Linked DNA regions of Rattus norvegicus: region 1 is linked to region 2. The links are chromatin contacts, called in public Hi-C maps. All regions are on one chromosome and are shown on one strand. Each heading gives the region's core, a stretch centred on a gene start, on an enhancer-like site or on the middle of the called end of the contact. The rest is flanking DNA. Distances are from core to core; before and after follow the strand shown.

Region 1 (4,668 bases), core at 237-2,736, 170 kb before region 2:
TTGAGCATAGGGGACCTCTAAGCCCACCTACAAAGTGACACACTTCCTCCAGTAAGGCATTCCAACCAGGCCACACCTCTTAACAGTGCCGCTCCCTGTGGGCTAAGCATTCAAACACATTGAGGTCTAGATATAAGGCCTTTTCTCAATTAGTCATCAGTGGGGGAGGGCCCAGCCCATGGTGCCATCCCTGGGCTGGTGGTCCTGCGTTCTATAAGAAAGCAAGATGAGCAAGCCAGGGAAGCAAGCCAGTAAACAACACTGCCCAAGGCTTCTGCATGGGCTCCTGCCTCCAGGCTCCTGCTCTGCCTGAGTTCCTGTCCTGATTTCCTTTGATGATGAACAGTAATGCAAAAGTGTAAGCTAAGTAAATCCTTTCCTTCCCAACTTTGTTTTTGATCATGATGTTTTGTCCCAGCATCAGAAACCCTAAGTAAAAGAGCATGCAATCGGTAATTACACAGCCTAAGTCAAGGAAATGGGTCTTCAGAAGAAGAGTCTGGAGATCCAAAGGAAATACCATAAGGCTGAAACGAATGCTGGGTTCAGGTAACAGCCTGGTTCTACAGAAGGCAAAAATCAGGAAAAGAAAGTGTCATGCTTAAATGGTTGCACTTATAGTGAATCCAGTAATCTAGTGAACACTTTTATACATAATATTGTGTACGGTACTGTAATAGGCTCTAGAGGATGATGCACGCGTGAACCCGAATTTAAGCTCTGGAGAGATAGATCACAAGAGGAAAATCGGGACATAACATAAACTGGAGTTTAATTGGTCCTAGGGGAAGCAGTGCACTGAATTTATCAACAATGTTTTGATTAATAAAAGGTTGGAAAAAGAGGAGGAAGGGGAGAGAGAGGAGGAGGAGGAGGACGAGGAGGGGGAAGAGGAGGAGAGGAGGAGGAGGAGGGAAACCATTGAAAACAAACATGAAACAAACTGGAACCTCTTTACCCAGAACACCTTCCAGCTCTGCAAATGACTTCACACTTTTATGAATATGTACCTGAATGAATGAACCAGACTAGGTTTCAGGATGATAAATTATGGGGGGAAAAGGGGTGACCCGGGTCTGGTACTTGGAGAAGCTGAGCACACCTGTGGCCTCCGAAGTGCTGCAGAGAGCGTGGCCCACTGTGTGCTGGGACTCGGGTCCCAGCTATGCGGTCCAGAGCCAAAAGGTTTGTCTTGAAGCTAGTTTTTTTTAGCACGCCATACCCCTACCAGGTCACATTAGCCTCCCCCCAACCCCCGGGAGGTCTGGGCAGTCCTTACCGTACAGGAAATCGTACACTCGAGTGGCCGATCTGCCCTTGGCCCTCAACACATCTCTGCACTGGAACAGAAACCCCGGAACGTTAGTCCTGGGCTCCTGAATGGTCACTGTCTGGCTCATGGTGCTGCCGTCTTCCTCCCGCCAGCAGAAAACCAGCTATGGGAGGCTTGGTAGCCGTGTACACCGTAGCTATGGCAACCTCAGACGCACGCAGGGATAAGGGGCGGGGCGAGCTTCAGGAGGCAGGGCTGGGAAGTGAAAGGGCTGGGCCTCGAGGGGCAGTTTGAAGTGGCAGGAAGGAGTGGCAGAGTGGATGTGGGGATGCAGGGTGGACAAACCTGGCAGAATGAAGAGGCGAACTGTGGGGCGACCTGAGGAGCTTGTTACCCGAAGGGAGTAGTCAAGAGAAGGGGGAAATGCTGGCATGGAAAGAAGCGGAGCTAGGAAGAGGAGGCTAGAGGATGGATGGAGGATTCTGCCCAGTAGATGCCAGGAAAGGCTACTTGAGGAAACCAAGAGCAATTTGCTAGTGACAGCCCTTGCAGCCAGTCTCTTCTAGAAGTCCCTGGGGGGTCCCTTCACCTGCTAGAATTGGGTACTTTTATTTCTAAAAGCCTCTTTCCACAAGGTGAAGAAATCCAAGCTCCTATATTTTGGGCTTGGCTTCAGTAATAGGAAATCTATCTCCAGCCGACTGCTCTTGGAATTATGTATGGTGTACGCATAGTCTCTGCTTCTAAAAACAAACGAAGTGCAAACTAGAGAGGCAAAAGTGAGTCAGCTTTTGTCCATGATCCGTTCTTCTTTTAAAAAGAAATTTCATAGTATCACTTTACCTTAAAATTAGCCAGTGTCTCAAATAATAATATCGTTTATTTATTCATCCATTCATTATTTTTGTAGCATTGGGAATTGAATTTAGGGCCTCACATATGCTACAAGCACCCTACTATTGAGGTATACACTCTAGTCCAAATGATATATGATACATTTAAAATAGTCACTGTTATCATCAACAAAGTTAATTCTATTTTTTAAAGATTTATTTATTTATGTATTATATGAAAGTACACTGTAGCTGTCTTCAGACACACCAGAAGAGGGCATCAGATCTCATTACAGATGGTTATGAGCCACCATGTGGTTGCTGGGATTTGAACTCAGGACCTCTGGAAGAGCAGTCAATGTTCTTAACCACTGAGCCATCTCTCCAGCCCGATTCTAATCCTTTTATCCAAACTTGTATTGTACATATTCAAATTTACGTGATTGAATAAAATATGCTATTTATTACTAATTTGTATCATTAAAATTTTTTTAGAAGTCCTCATTTTGTTCTAGAACAGTGAGTTTCTAGCACTTTGTAATTAAAAAAAAAAAAAGCTTTCTTATCCTGAAATACAGGTAACCAAGTTATATTAATTTGGTTACCCTGATCATAAAGATAAAACGCTGAATTATTTTTCTTTTCTTTTTTTTTTTTTTCTTTTTTTTCGGAGCTGGGGACCGAACCCAGGGCCTTGCACTCACTAGGCAAGCGCTCTACTGCTGAGCTAAATCCCCAACCCTTGAATTATTTTTCTTACACATCAAAACCAGAGCAATGAGCTGGGCATGGTGGTTCATACCTTTAATCCAACCAGGCATGTCTACCTCTGTGAATTTGTAACCATGAAGTTTTATTGTTTCCAGAGTTGCTACTGTGGTAGCATCCATTTCCACACATCTGACATTCTAATTAACTTGAACCTTACAGCTTTAAAAACAAGATTCCACTTTAGATTGCATTTTAGAAATTGGTTGACTCAATTTTAGAAATTGGGTTTTGGTTCATGGATCGACAACTATAGAAATGAGGGAATTTTTTTCCCTGCCAGGAACTTTCGTCACTTCAACACTTCTCCCCATTTTTGGATCTACTTTTACACAGTGTGTGCTGTAAATTTGTCTTCAGATAATTAGCCAGCCTGTGGCGATCTCCTACGATGATCCACAGGACCCTGGCCCTTGGCGTTCCTGCTCTGTCAGGCATGTCTAGCCCTGTGACAGTGCCACATGGCCTTGTCACTTCTCTCTATAAAGGTCAAACTCTAGCACCTCACAATTGAGGGTTGGTTTTTTGGTTAGTTTGTTTGGTTTGATTTTGGTTTTATGGTGTTTGTTTTTGTTTTGTACCAAAAAGCCTTAATGTTGGGTCCTCTGGAGGGAAAGTTGCTTGCCATCAGAGACAATGCAAGCCTGAGATTTCGAGTTTGATTTCCAGAATCCATATAAAAGTGGAAGGAGAGAACCAACTCCACAAAGTTGTCCCCTGACATCCACATACCATCTCCCCATCACACACACAATGCTAACAAATATTTAAAAAAGAAAATCCAATGTTTTAAGCAAGTTCAGGCTGGAATGCCTTCATAACTATCCTGGGCTGGATGCAACCTATAGGTTTGAGAGGAACACGATATTGACTCTGTCAGTATTAGGGCCTGTGTTAGCCAAAAGACTCTACAAACCATGTTGGGAAGTAAGTGGTTATGTGACTAATTCTTTGACAGAGACTTTAATACTCATTGTGCTCTCTCTTCATAGGTGATTTTGAGGAAACAAGTGACCATGGTGGGGAACTCCACATTGCAAGAAATTTGCAGATGGTCCCTAGGAACTGGGGAGGTCTCCCACTGATAACTAGCAAGAAGCCAAAGGTCTCACCTGTACAACAGCAGGAAACTGAATTCTTCCAATAACTGAAGTGGGACAAAGAACATACTCACCACCACTGGAACCTCAGGTAAATCAACATCATTACCGGTTTTAATTGTAATCTGGCAAAACTCTTAAGCTATGCCAAGACCCCTGACCTATGGAAAACACCAGGTGACACATGTTTGCTGCCATCGGGCTGTGATAGTAACATTACATAGATGTCTTGGTGTCATGGGTCATTAAATGCATGTGGCCTAAACAACCAATACTCATTTCTTACAGCGGATATGGAATGCCTAACATAAGGAAGGTGCAGGTCAATTTGTTCCTGGTAAGGGCTAGAGGGCTTCATGACTGGCAGATGGCTGCTTTCTCTGGTTCTGTTCTGTTCTCACAGGGGATCATTGAAAAAGACAGTGACTATCTTCTTATACGGGTATCTCTTTTTATATGGGTCCAAATCCCATAGTAGATATATATATGTATATATCCCCATAATATATTATATATATCCCCATAGTATTATATATATCCCCATAATATTATATATATTATGGGGAATTATTTTCTTCTTTTAAATTCAGAGGCAGACATGCAAATACTATGTAAAATTACTTAGTTTTGCAACCAGGAAAGAAGCTAGGTATTAGACAGACCGATGAGAATTTAAGCCTTGTAATTCTTCACT
Region 2 (4,843 bases), core at 1,562-4,061:
ATAAACAAACATCAAAAACAAAGCCAAAACAACTTCATTAGGGCTTGGGGAGAAGACGTGGGTTTGGAAGCCCAGCACCCAGGTAAGAAGTCAGGTGTGGTAGCATGTACCTCTACTCCTGTACAGGGGAGGTGGGGAGAGGGGAATCTTGAGCCAGTCAGTGAGCTCCAGCTTCAGTGAGTGATCCCATTTTAAAAGTAAAGTGGATGGAGCTGAAGACACAGCTTAGTGGTAAAGCCCTTCCTGTGGGTCAAGGCCCTCAATTTGAACCCCAGTGTGACTAGATAGATAGATAGATAGATAGATAGATAGATAGATAGATAGATAGATAGATAAACAAAAAGGTAGAGAGCGATCAAGGAAGACACCCAACATTGATTTCTAGTCTCCACACCCATGAACATAATGCACATGTATACAAAAAAATGTGTGTGCATGCACAAAAGAGACTGATTTAGATAATCATCATAGGGACAAACAGGATTTGGTCCCTATGTTCTCAAGATAAAAATTTTATAAGGCAAATTCTCTCTGGCCAGAATTTCAATAATCTCATTTACATTCTCTTTCTTTCTTTCTTTTTTTTTTTTTTTTGCTAAACAAAAGAAATCCAAAAATACATCAGCAGACATTTAAAAAATGTCTCACTGAGAGGGGGTGAGGGAGAGAATTATGTATTACTAAAAAGAGAAACCATGGGCTGGAGAAATGGCTTAGTGGTTAAGACCTTCCAGAGGTCCTGAGTTCAAATTCCAGCAACCACATGGTGGCTCACAATCGTCTGTAGTGGGATCTGATGCCCTCTTCTGGTGTGTCTGAAGACAGCTCCAGTGTGCTTATATGTAATAAATAAATAAATTTTTTAAAAAAGAGAAACCATTACATGCTACAATGTAAATAAATCTCAAGCAAGTTGGTAAGCAAGTGAAATAAGCCAGTTACAAAAGGACGAAATGTTGTGATTCCATTCATTCAAATGCTGTATGATTCTGGTATGCATGTCAAAATTAAATAGAAGGGAAAGTAAAAAGAAGGTTGCCAATAGCTGGGTGGAGTGATGAGAGGAATTACAGTTTAAAAATATAGTTTCAGGTTTTAGACAAAACATTATGGGGATGTAATGTACAACAACATTAATATGTTTAATATTACTGAATTCATACTTAAAATGGTGACAATGTGGGAAAATGGGAGGACCCATAAGAACAAAGTATTATGAAAATGCCATGCTCCATTCTATACTAATTTTAAAAACTAATAAAAAATAGTCAAGATGATAAGTGTAACATATTTTTGCTGGTTTGACAGAGGGGGTAAAATGGCAGGTGTACATGCCTGCAATCCCACTGCCTCAGAGGTAGCAGTAGGAAGATCAGAAGTTCAGGCTTAGTCTTGGCTACATGGGGATGTTGAGGCTAGCCCAAACTAGTGACCCTATCAGGAAAAATTTTCCCACTAGCTTCAACAATGTTTCCCTCCAGACCAAGCTTATAGACTACCAATACAACAAAAATAATGTTAGCAGTGGGTTTTGACAAACGAAATTTCATTCAATTAAAAAACTGTAAAATAAGCCAGGTGGTAGCAGCATATGCCTTTAATCCCAGCACTCAGGAGGCAGAGGAAGGTAGATCTCGGAGTTCAAGGCCAGCCTGGCCTACAAAATAAGTTCTAGGATAGCCAAGGGTATACAGAGAAACCCTGTCTTGAAAAAGAAAACTGTAAAATAAAATCCATAAATCCAGCTGTGTGTAATAAATCATGCTTATAATCTCAGCATTCAGAAAGCTAAGGATGATAACAAGGTCAAGGCTGGCCTGCCCTACAGAGCATCTCAAACCTCTCAGTCCCCTCCCTTCAGAACAGACAACCATGATTCAACCTGACAAAGTGGTAGGATGGCAGATGGGTGGGTCAGCAGGGATGAAGGATAACTCGTTCAGAAGAATGTCAATTAATGGGAACACAAGGATGGCCAGGACCAGGCTGTCTTTGTAAGCACCTTCCCAAAAACCAAGGTGCAAGGATGTCAATGCATTGTTAAAACCACTGCAGCAAAGGCACGTGGGGACGGGATGACGGGTGTTCAGTCACATGCGCTCCCTACCTAATCACATGGGAAAGAACTGCAGTGGAACTGAATAGAGAGCCCTGCCTCAAGTCTCCCCACATTTGCTGTCCGAATCCCTCCACTGCTGGAACACGGTCTAAGAATGGAGTCGTGTGAGGACTGAGTGCTTGAGAGAAAACTTCAAAACAAGACAAAAGAGTCTTGTGACCTCAGTTTCTTCAAAACACACAAGTGTTCTTAGGGACTGGCCCATGCTGTGCCCTCCCAGGTGTATGGAGAGATGTGAGTTGTCTAAGAGACTCACTGTCACCTGCCACTATGATTCAGCTGTCCCTGTGGAAAGATCTCTGCCATGGGTGACTTGTCCTGTAATTGTTCACTTGACTAAAGGATTCCTCTTGACCCTGTCTGATGCTCTGAATAAAGATGGAAATCACATGAGACTTTGGTCCACCTCATCTTTAGGATCCAGTCTCCTGGGTCCCATTGTCTCTAGTACACCTGTGGTTTTGCCATGTTGCATGGAAATATGGATTTTGGAGTTCTGGTTTAATCAAGAAGGAGATTATCTGGGTGAGTGAGCTTAAAAGCTGTCTCCTTTGTCTGAAAAGGAGCAGAAGATTCAGTGTGAGGAGAGAGATTGTTATTCTGAACATGGATGGCCCATGAGAAAGATGTGGGTGGCCTCTAGGAACAGGGAGGGAGTGTCTGGCTTTCAGTCCCAGCGAGGAAATGCGGATCACAGACTGTTTGACTCAGACTCCCTCTAGTGCATGCCAGGGAATAGTACACGGGATCATGTAACAGTTTTAGTTTTACTGTTTGCTTTTGGTTTATTGATTTTTTTGAGACAAGGTCTCATGTAGCCCAAGCTGGCATCATATAGGTAGCCAAAGATGACCTTGAACTCCTGTCTTTTATATTGTAATTCAGCGGTTTTCAACCTGTGGGTCCTGACCCCTTTGGGGAGTTAAATGACCCTTTCACAGGGGTGACATATTAGATATTTACATTGCAACTCTCAATGGTAGCTAAATTACAGCCATGAGGTAGCAAGAAAAGAATTTTATGGTTGAGGTCACCACGCCATTAGGAGCTAGCCGTGTTAAAAGGTGGAAGCGTCAGAAGGCTGAGAACCGCTGCTCTAAGGGCTGAGATACAAGTGTGATCCACCCTAGTTTCCAGGCAGCCCCATACTCACTGATATCTGCCTGCCTTACATTCCCACCAACAGTGTGTGCAGCTTCCTCTCACCTCCATCCTTGCCAACACAGATCATCACCAATATACCAAATACTTAACGCTTATAATGGGTGACATACATGCCTCTTGCTGTGCTATACACCAGGGGCACAGCTGCACTTATGTAGCAACCCTGACAAAAACATTTAACCCAAAGCTAACGCAAGGATAATCAAAGCAAACTGAGAACCACTCTGGGGACTGCAGTGGCAATGAAAGGGCTGACACCTCTATTGCAAACTCTCCCTAGCAGACGCATGCTGATACAGTTAGGGGTAATCCCAAATGGTTCAACTTAGCCTTGTGCATGCTGGGCTTGTGCTCTGATGCTGAACTGATTTCCCAGCCCTGCTAAGTCTTTAAACCATTACACTTCTTACTCTGTGTGCGCACGTGTGTGCGTGAGCATGGGTGCGCAGGTCACAGACAATCAGCAGTCAGATCCTTCCTTTGAACATGTGGGTTGTAGGGATACAAGTCAGGACAGCAGGCTTGGGGGTAAGCTTACTGAGCCACTTCACAAACCCATACACAGCTTCTCTATTGGGGCACGGGGGTATTTCGAGGCAGAAGCCCTCTGCGTAGCCCTGGCTGTCCTGGAGCTCACTCTATAGAGCAGGTTGGTCTCACAGTCAGAGCTCTGTCTGCCTCTGCCCACTGGACTAAAGGCTGGGATTGAGTCCATCATGAGGCCTTAGTATACTCATTAATCCAGCTTCTCAGTAGGGTTGAAACCATTTTGAATTTCTAGCATTTTAACTAGGGAAGAAGAAGAAGAACCTTTAAGTAAAATATGTATTCATGGAAACAAAACAAATAACAATTCTAACATGCTACAGCACACATGTGTTCTCTATGAACAATTTTCTGGTCATTTTTCTTGCTCCTTATGAATATTTTGTTTACGAGTAATTTCACATATTGGCGATGTTTACACATATTTTACCCCGTGAAAAGGAATCTTGAATATGCATCCTGTTTATGCTACTGAGTTGTTATTTACTGTTTTAATTACACTGTGATAACTATAAATACAACAAGTGGACAGTGAGAGCTGGGGTATGGCTCAGTGGGAAAGAGTGTGCGTTGTCTTTGCTGAGTACCTGACTTTTATCCCTAGCACCCAGCCAGGCAGCTGACAAGTGCCTGGAATGACAACGTCAAGGGATCTGACACTTTTTGGGCACAGACACAGACACACACATGTACACATTAAAAAAAAAAATCCACAATTTTTAAGTTAAAAAAAGCATTTGGTTTTAATCCTCTCATAACTGCCCCAATAAGGAACTAGATAGTCACGGCCCCTGATGATACAAGACAAACATCTTTTAAAGTCTCTGAGGACTAGGTTTGTGCTTTATTAGTATATAGTTCTATGTACTAATCCCTTCAGTAGACAAGACAGACTAAACCAAGTTAACACTTACCCCAACAAAGCTCCAATTATACCGCCAGCCACCAGGCCTCGAAGACCTAAGTTTATTCTGAAAAGGCCTCCTGTGACAGCTATTTAAAAGGGGAAAAAAA

Evidence for each region. A called contact is a pair of places that touch in the nucleus more often than the background predicts.
Region 1: a contact with region 2 is called in a Hi-C map of Schwann cells, with 5 times the contacts expected there. The contact joins the promoter of Cfap91 here to the enhancer-like site in region 2. A contact is called at or near these places in 11 of 12 Hi-C or Micro-C datasets (the A7r5 cell line, the Rat2 cell line, Schwann cells and 7 more).

Annotation. Positions count from the first base shown.
Region 1 is chr11:75,915,947-75,920,614 of GRCr8, reverse strand. Cfap91 (cilia and flagella associated protein 91) reads right to left here and starts at 1,486. Exons shown (of 16, transcript XM_039088902.2): 1 at 1,280-1,486. The coding sequence starts at 1,400.
Region 2 is chr11:75,748,924-75,753,766 of GRCr8, reverse strand. It overlaps Timmdc1 (translocase of inner mitochondrial membrane domain containing 1), which reads right to left. Exons shown (of 7, transcript NM_001007676.1): 5 at 4,744-4,822. Among named protein-coding and RNA genes, the nearest start is that of Timmdc1, 17 kb to the right of the region's middle. Within about 2 kb of position 2,811, at least 14 of the 93 cell types and tissues checked have an H3K27ac peak or open chromatin away from gene starts, as enhancers often do. A contact at or near this core is called in Schwann cells and hepatocytes, where this site is marked.